Linked DNA regions of Nomascus leucogenys: region 1 is linked to region 2. A link is a contact called in public Hi-C data. All regions are on one chromosome and are shown on one strand. The core of a region is the stretch at or near the end of the contact, and the rest is flanking DNA. Distances in the headings are between cores, read along the strand shown. Region 1 has its middle 25 kb from the start of PTGES. Region 2 overlaps PTGES (prostaglandin E synthase).

Evidence for each region. Hi-C and Micro-C count contacts between places; a contact is called where the count stands out from the background.
Region 1: a Hi-C map of a lymphoblastoid cell line shows a contact between it and region 2, with 2.9 times the contacts expected there. The contact joins two enhancer-like sites. A contact is called at or near these places in 2 of 4 Hi-C or Micro-C datasets (a lymphoblastoid cell line and an unstated tissue).

Annotation. Positions count from the first base shown.
Region 1 is chr8:105,900,988-105,904,346 of Asia_NLE_v1, forward strand. No RefSeq gene overlaps it. Among named protein-coding and RNA genes, the nearest start is that of PTGES, 25 kb to the left of the region's middle. Within about 2 kb of position 1,959, the one cell type or tissue checked has an H3K27ac peak away from gene starts, as active enhancers do. A contact at or near this core is called in a lymphoblastoid cell line, where this site is marked.
Region 2 is chr8:105,861,592-105,864,570 of Asia_NLE_v1, forward strand. It overlaps PTGES (prostaglandin E synthase), which reads right to left. Exons shown (of 4, transcript XM_003264236.4): 4 at 2,123-2,678. The coding sequence ends at 2,429. Among named protein-coding and RNA genes, the nearest start is that of PTGES, 15 kb to the right of the region's middle. Within about 2 kb of position 1,665, the one cell type or tissue checked has an H3K27ac peak away from gene starts, as active enhancers do. A contact at or near this core is called in a lymphoblastoid cell line, where this site is marked.

The DNA.
Region 1 (3,359 bases), core at 709-3,208, 40 kb after region 2:
CCCTGGCACAGAGAGCATAACACTGACCCAGATGAGCCCTTTGCCACGTGCGTCCTGACAGGCTGTTCTCCGGGCATGATTCTGGCCACACCGACCCATCAACTGCCACTGGGGCTGTGGCTGTGTTGTCACTGTGAAGCACATTGCTGCAGCAGCTGAGAGGAGAGACCGACCAGCACCCTGGGGAGGGGGCTGCATGCAGAGGTTGGGAAGCCACAGTCTGGCTTCAAGCCAAGCAGAAGATCTGGCTCAAGAAAACAGGCTCATACCTCCTGGACAGGGTGGCCAAGAGACAGAGCTTCAGCTCAGGCTGGGACACCAAATTAATAATAAAATTATTATTAATTTGGCAATAAAATTAATGATAATAATTATTATTATATAACAATGTTGATGACATAATTGGCCAACTTTACCTGCCAGACACTATGCTCAGTGCTTTATGTAGCTCAGCTCATTGTCCTCATGTAGCAATCCTAGGAGATAGGTCTATTATTATCTCTATTTTATTTGATTTTATATTTTTTAGAGGCGGAGTCTTGCTCTGTCACCCAGGCTGGAGTGCAATGGCGTGATCTTGGCTCACTGCAACCTCTGCCTCCCAGTCTCAAGCAATTCTCCTGCCTCAGCCTCCCGAGTAGCTGGGACTTCAGGTGCGTGCCACCACACATGGCTAATTTTTTTGTATTTTTTAGTAGAGACGGGGTTTCACCATGTTGGCCGGGCTGGTTTTGAACTCCTGACCTCAGGTGATCCACCTGCCTTGGCCTCCCAAAGTGCTGGGATTACAGGCGTGAGCTACCTCGCCTGGCCTAATATCCCCATTTTAGAGATGAGAAAATTGAGGTTCAGAGGAGTGACATGACTCAACAAATGTCTGTGTTAAACTACAGTAAGATAGATGATAGATAGATGATTGATAGATAGATAGATAGATAATAGATAGATAGATAGATAGATAGATCCCTATGTCTACCTACCTACCTACCTATTGACCTATCTACCTACCTACCAACCTGCCTACCTCTCTATCTATGTGATATATGTGAAAATGACTCTTCAGAGAACTGACTCTGCTGATGCCCAGAGTAGGGTGCGGGAGACTCATCAAGCTGATCTCCCATGCTGGGCCCAGTTGGATGTTCTGACTTTACCCAGAGTATCCAGATTCCAATTAACTATCTCAGAACCACAGTAAAGGAGTGTGTGCACTAGAGTTGATTGCTCAGCCCAGAGCACAGGGCTGGGTAATCTTATTCCCAAAGGGTTCTGACGCTGGAGCCTGGAACGGACCAGCCATGTCCCTTGCCATTCAGCCCCACCCCCACCCCTGGAGCCAGGGACCCAAGCAGCGCAGCTTGACAGTCCTGGGAGGCCTGACCCCCGGCTGGGATCTCGTCATCAGCAATGCACCCAGGTTCTGGGGACAGCATGGTCTAGGGCCTCTGAATTGGCCGTGATCCTAGCGGGAAGAAATGCTTCTCCCTCCTGGCTGACAGCTGTCTTTGCTCCCAGTGATCACTTGCTCCCTAGCTCTGCACAGATTGACCCGCACACCTAGGCAGGCAAACACAGCAGGCCCGAGACCAAGAGCCAGGGTGAGGCCCTGGCAGAAGAGCCATTGGAATGGGATGCCGGAGCGTCCCCAGATGGCGCCCGGGGGTGGGGTGGACCTCTTGCCACAGCAGAGTCTCCAACCGGAGCCTGGGGTTCACCCGAGACAGCCGTGGCCCTCCCTCTCACCACTTACCCCGTCCCCAGGCGCCTCTGCCTGAGCTCATCAGGCAATGACCACAGTGACGTCACTCGGGAGGCCGCGGCCAGCTTGAAATCCAGGGGGCTCCAGGATCCTGCCTGCTCCTCCCTCTGTCTCAAGCATGACTCAGGCAGGGACTGGCCCTGGGCTGTGGAAAGGCTCTCCGCTTTTACACAATTGCTTTCCTCACTCAAACCACAGGCCCTGTGGGGGCCCCCTCCTCTGTCTCTCAACCCTCTGCGGTTAGGGTTCAGATGCTGGGCAGATGAAGACCCTGTTTGCTGCGAGAGGCCAAGACCAAACCTCAGGAAATTGCCACAGTGAAGGGAAACTTCCTCCGGAGACACCCTCTGCCCTGCACTACTGGGTCCTGTCAGAGCTTCTTCATCCTCCCTCCTCCTCTTCCTCTTCCCATCTCCTCCCCTTTCCTCTTCTCTAACCAAGAAAGTGACTTGATAACTAAATTCAACTTGTTAGTGACGGGACCTATGATTTTTCCAAAGGGTTGCTCTATTTCTGAAAAACGAAGTCTGGTAGTAGAACATGTGTTATTCATTCATTCATTCATTCACAGAGGTGTGGAAGAGCAGTTAAAATCACAGTCAGACACCCTGTGGGTGTGTCCCAGCTCCTCTGCCATTCGCCACCTTTGCAACCATGGCCCGGTGACTTCCTGTCATTCCCCCATCCCCTCATCTGGGCTATGGCTCTAGCTTGTTAAGATGAGGCTTGGGGGCTCCCAGCAGTTAGGACCCACCCCGGGCAAGGTGATGATTAGGAGAAAGGCTGAGGCTGGGCGCAGTGGCTCACGCCTGTAATCCCAGCACTTCGGGAGGCCTAGACGGGAGGATCAATGAGGTCAGGAGTTCAAGACCAGCTTGGACAACATGGTGAAACCCCGTCTGTACTAAAAATACAAAAAATTAGCTGGGCGTGGTGGCCGGCACCTGTAATCCCAGCTACTCAGGAGGCTGAGGCAGGAGAATCGCTTGAACCTGGGAGGCGGAGGTTGCAGTGAGCTGAGATGGTGCCACTGCACTCCAGCCTGGGTGACAGAGCGAGAATCTGTCTCAAAAAAAAGAAAAGGGCCGGGCGCAGTGGCTAACGCCGGTAATCCCAGCACTTTGGGAGGCCGAGGCGGGCGGATCACGAGGTCAGGAGATCGAGACCATCCTGGCTAATATGGTGAAATCCCGTCTCTACTAAAAATACAAAAAATTAGCCGGGCGAGGTGGCGGGCACCGTAGTCCCAGCTACGCAGGAGGCTGAGGCAGGAGAATGGCATGAACCCCGGGGGGCAGAGCCTGCAGTGAGCCGAGATCACGCCACTGCACTCCAGCCTGGGCGACAGTGAGACTCCATCTCAAAAAAAAAAAATAAAGAAAGAAAAGAAAAGAAAACAAAAGAAAGAGGATGTCTCCAAAGGAGATGGGAGGGTTCTAGAAACCCAAATAGTAGAGTAGTAGAGACGGGCCCCAGGGGTGGAGAGGTCCAGGAAGGCAGATTTCTCCTTAATCACAAGGAAAGAAAGAACATTTTCTAACACCAGAGAGGCTCTTGGGACATGGGATGCACAGCCTCAGGCCCAGAGCGCCTATCACTG
Region 2 (2,979 bases), core at 415-2,914:
CACCATCAACCCTCACCCTTCCCCTCCCCAACTCTCCCCACCGCCCTCCACTTCCCAGGCTCAAGGTGGAGGGGACTGGGGAGAGCTGCTGAGCTCTTGTCTTTGTTCCTCGCTCTCTTGGCTTGGACAGTCCCCTTGAAACGGGTCTTTCACCCCGCAACGCAGGTGAGTTGCCCCCTCACCAGGCAGCTGCTCCCCAGCAGGGGTGAAAAGGCCCCATCTGCCTCCATCAGGTGTCCTGCGGAGCCTGCCCACCCCAGGCTAGAACTGCATGGGGCGGGGAGCAGGATAAGGTTGCCACCCCAGCGGCGGGCACCACCCCACCCTGAGGAGGCACTCGCAAACCGACAGAACAGGGGTGGTGCCGGGGAGGGGACCTCAAGGTCTCGTGGTCTCTGCAGCTCCAGTGTGGCGGGGGCCGCCTCCTTCACCCACGCCCCAGGTTCACAGTATTGCCATGGGCATCCGATGCCCCTGCTCACCTGGGTCCCATGGGTTCCCAGCAGGTTATTTTGCCCATAGAGCCCCTCTTTCCCCAGGAAGGGAAATATAAATATAAAAATGCACACTGCTGTGGCCAGGCACGGTGGCTTACGCCTGTAATCCCAGCACTTTGGGAGGCTGAGGCAGGCAGATCACTTGAGGTTAGGAGTTTGAGACCAGCCTGGCCAACATGGTGAAACCCCTGACTCTACTAAAAATACAAAAAGTAGCCGGGTGTGGTGGCGCATGCCTGTAACCCCAGCTACTTGGGAGGTGGAGGCAGGAGAATCGTTTGAACCTGGGAAGCAGAGGTTGCAGTGAGCCGAGATGGCGCCATTGCACTCCAGCCTGGGTGACAGAGTGAGACTCCATCTAAAACAACAACAACAACCACAACAAAAATGCACACTGGGTTCGCCTCCTGGATGGGCCCTGCCCTGGGGTCTGTCCTCCCTCTGGCCTTAGAGTGTCCCAGCCCAGGGACAGCGGGCAAGTCACCTCTCCCCTGTGAGGGGACCCCCCCACAAGCCTCCTTCCTATGAACCTCGCCTCTCTCATCTAAAAAGCCTCATCTTCCTCATCTAAAAAGCAGAAATCCCTCCCGCCTCGGATTGTTTTGGGGATTTTTTTTTTTTTTTTTTTTTTTGAGACAGTTTCCCTCTGTTGCCCGGGCTGGAGTGCAGTGGTGGGATCTCAGCTCACTGCAGCCTTAACCTCCCAGGCTCAAGCGATCCTCCCGCCTCAGCCTCCTGAGTAGCTGGGACCACAGGCAGGCACCATTACACCTGGCTAATTCTTTTTTTTTTTTTTCTTTTTTTTTTTGGTAGAAAGGGGATCTGGCTCTGTTGCCCAGGCTAGTCTCAAACCCCTGGGCTCAGATCTTCCCACCTCGGCCTCCCAAAGTGCTTGCATTATAGACATAAGTTGGAAAAAAATCCAACTAGTATGCCCAGCCCAACGCTTAGCAAACAGTAGGTGCTCAATACTGGATCGCGCCCTTCCCGTTTCTCTCCCGAGAGCCGCCGCGGCCCAAAACAGAGGCGTCCCCTTACCACCAGGGGGCAGTGTTTCCTCTCTCAGCTCCGAACGGGACCCGGGGCCTCACAGCACTTTCTGGCGGGGCCTGGGGTCCCTGCGCTGCCGGAGAACCCCCGGCACGGCAGGTCCCATCCGTCAGAGGGGCTCCGGCCTCGGGGTGCTGGGAGGGGGCGTTCAGGGAAAGTGAGGCCGTGAAGCACAGGGGCTCCGCCCAGGAACCTTGGGAGCCTGGCAGCCCCGCCTTTCAGACCTGGCCCTGCACTTCCGGGCGCTGGCCTCCCGGAGTCTCTGTGTCCTCGTTGACTGAGCTGATAATGGCAGCCCGCGGGCGGGGCAGCCCCGCAGGGAGGGGTAACCTGGTCGGGGCAGGATTTGGGTGCTCCTGGCTCCCCTCGCCAGATGCCACCTTACCCGCCCCAACGGGAGGCAGGAGGCTGCTGCTTGCTGTGTGATTAACACCCAGCCAGGGCGCGTTGGTGTCTGCGCCAGAGATCCTGTCCCGCCAAACTGGCTCTAGACAGTCACCGGCAAGAACGCCCAGTGCACTGGAGCATCAGGCCAGCTTGGGCAGCAGGGAACACCGGGAACGCGCAACCGAAGACGAGGTGCTGGCCCGAGCTGGTCAGACACTTCCATTTAATGACTAAAAATCACACATGTCAGGTCACGGGTCTAGGAAAAACCACACACACACACACACACACACATACACATACACACACATACACACACACACATACAGGCACACACACAGGCCCACCGGGCCCAGAGACCCACACGTGCAGCAGGCTGCCAGGAAACCAGGACTCAGGGTCCACCACAATCTGGAAGGAACATCAAGTCCCCAGGTACAGCCACAGCGGCTCTTGGCCCATGGTCTGGTGGCTAAGGAGGCGTCAGCTGCTGGTCACAGGTGGCGGGCCGCTTCCCAGAGGATCTGCAAAGCCATGGAAGCACAGGGGAGCTGGGCCAGGGTGTAGGTCACGGAGCGGATGGGTGCCCGCAGCTTCCCCAGGTAGGCCACGGTGTGTACCACACGGCCCAGCAGGAAGACCAGGAAGTGCATCCAGGCGACAAAAGGGTTAGGACCCAGAAAGGAATAGACGAAGCCCAGGAAAAGGAAGGGGTAGATGGTCTCCATGTCGTTCCGGTGGGCCCTGGGGAGACAAGAGGGGTGCGGTCAGCCAGGTGTTAGCTTTGGGGCCATAGGCCCTTTTGAGAGTGTCATGGAAGCTGGGGTGCTTTGACCCACTGGGGGTCATTTCAGGCATATCACACAGTCAAATCCATTCATGGCCAGGTCAAGGAGATGGATACCCCAGAGTCCAGAAGAAGGCAGCTCCAAGCTTGTGCTTGCAAGCAGCTGAGGCAGTGAGGCCACGTCATGGGCTGGGAGTCACAGAGCTACTGGTCCAGGATTCTCTTAGCATACCTCTAGGGCTTGCCAGGACCCTACTC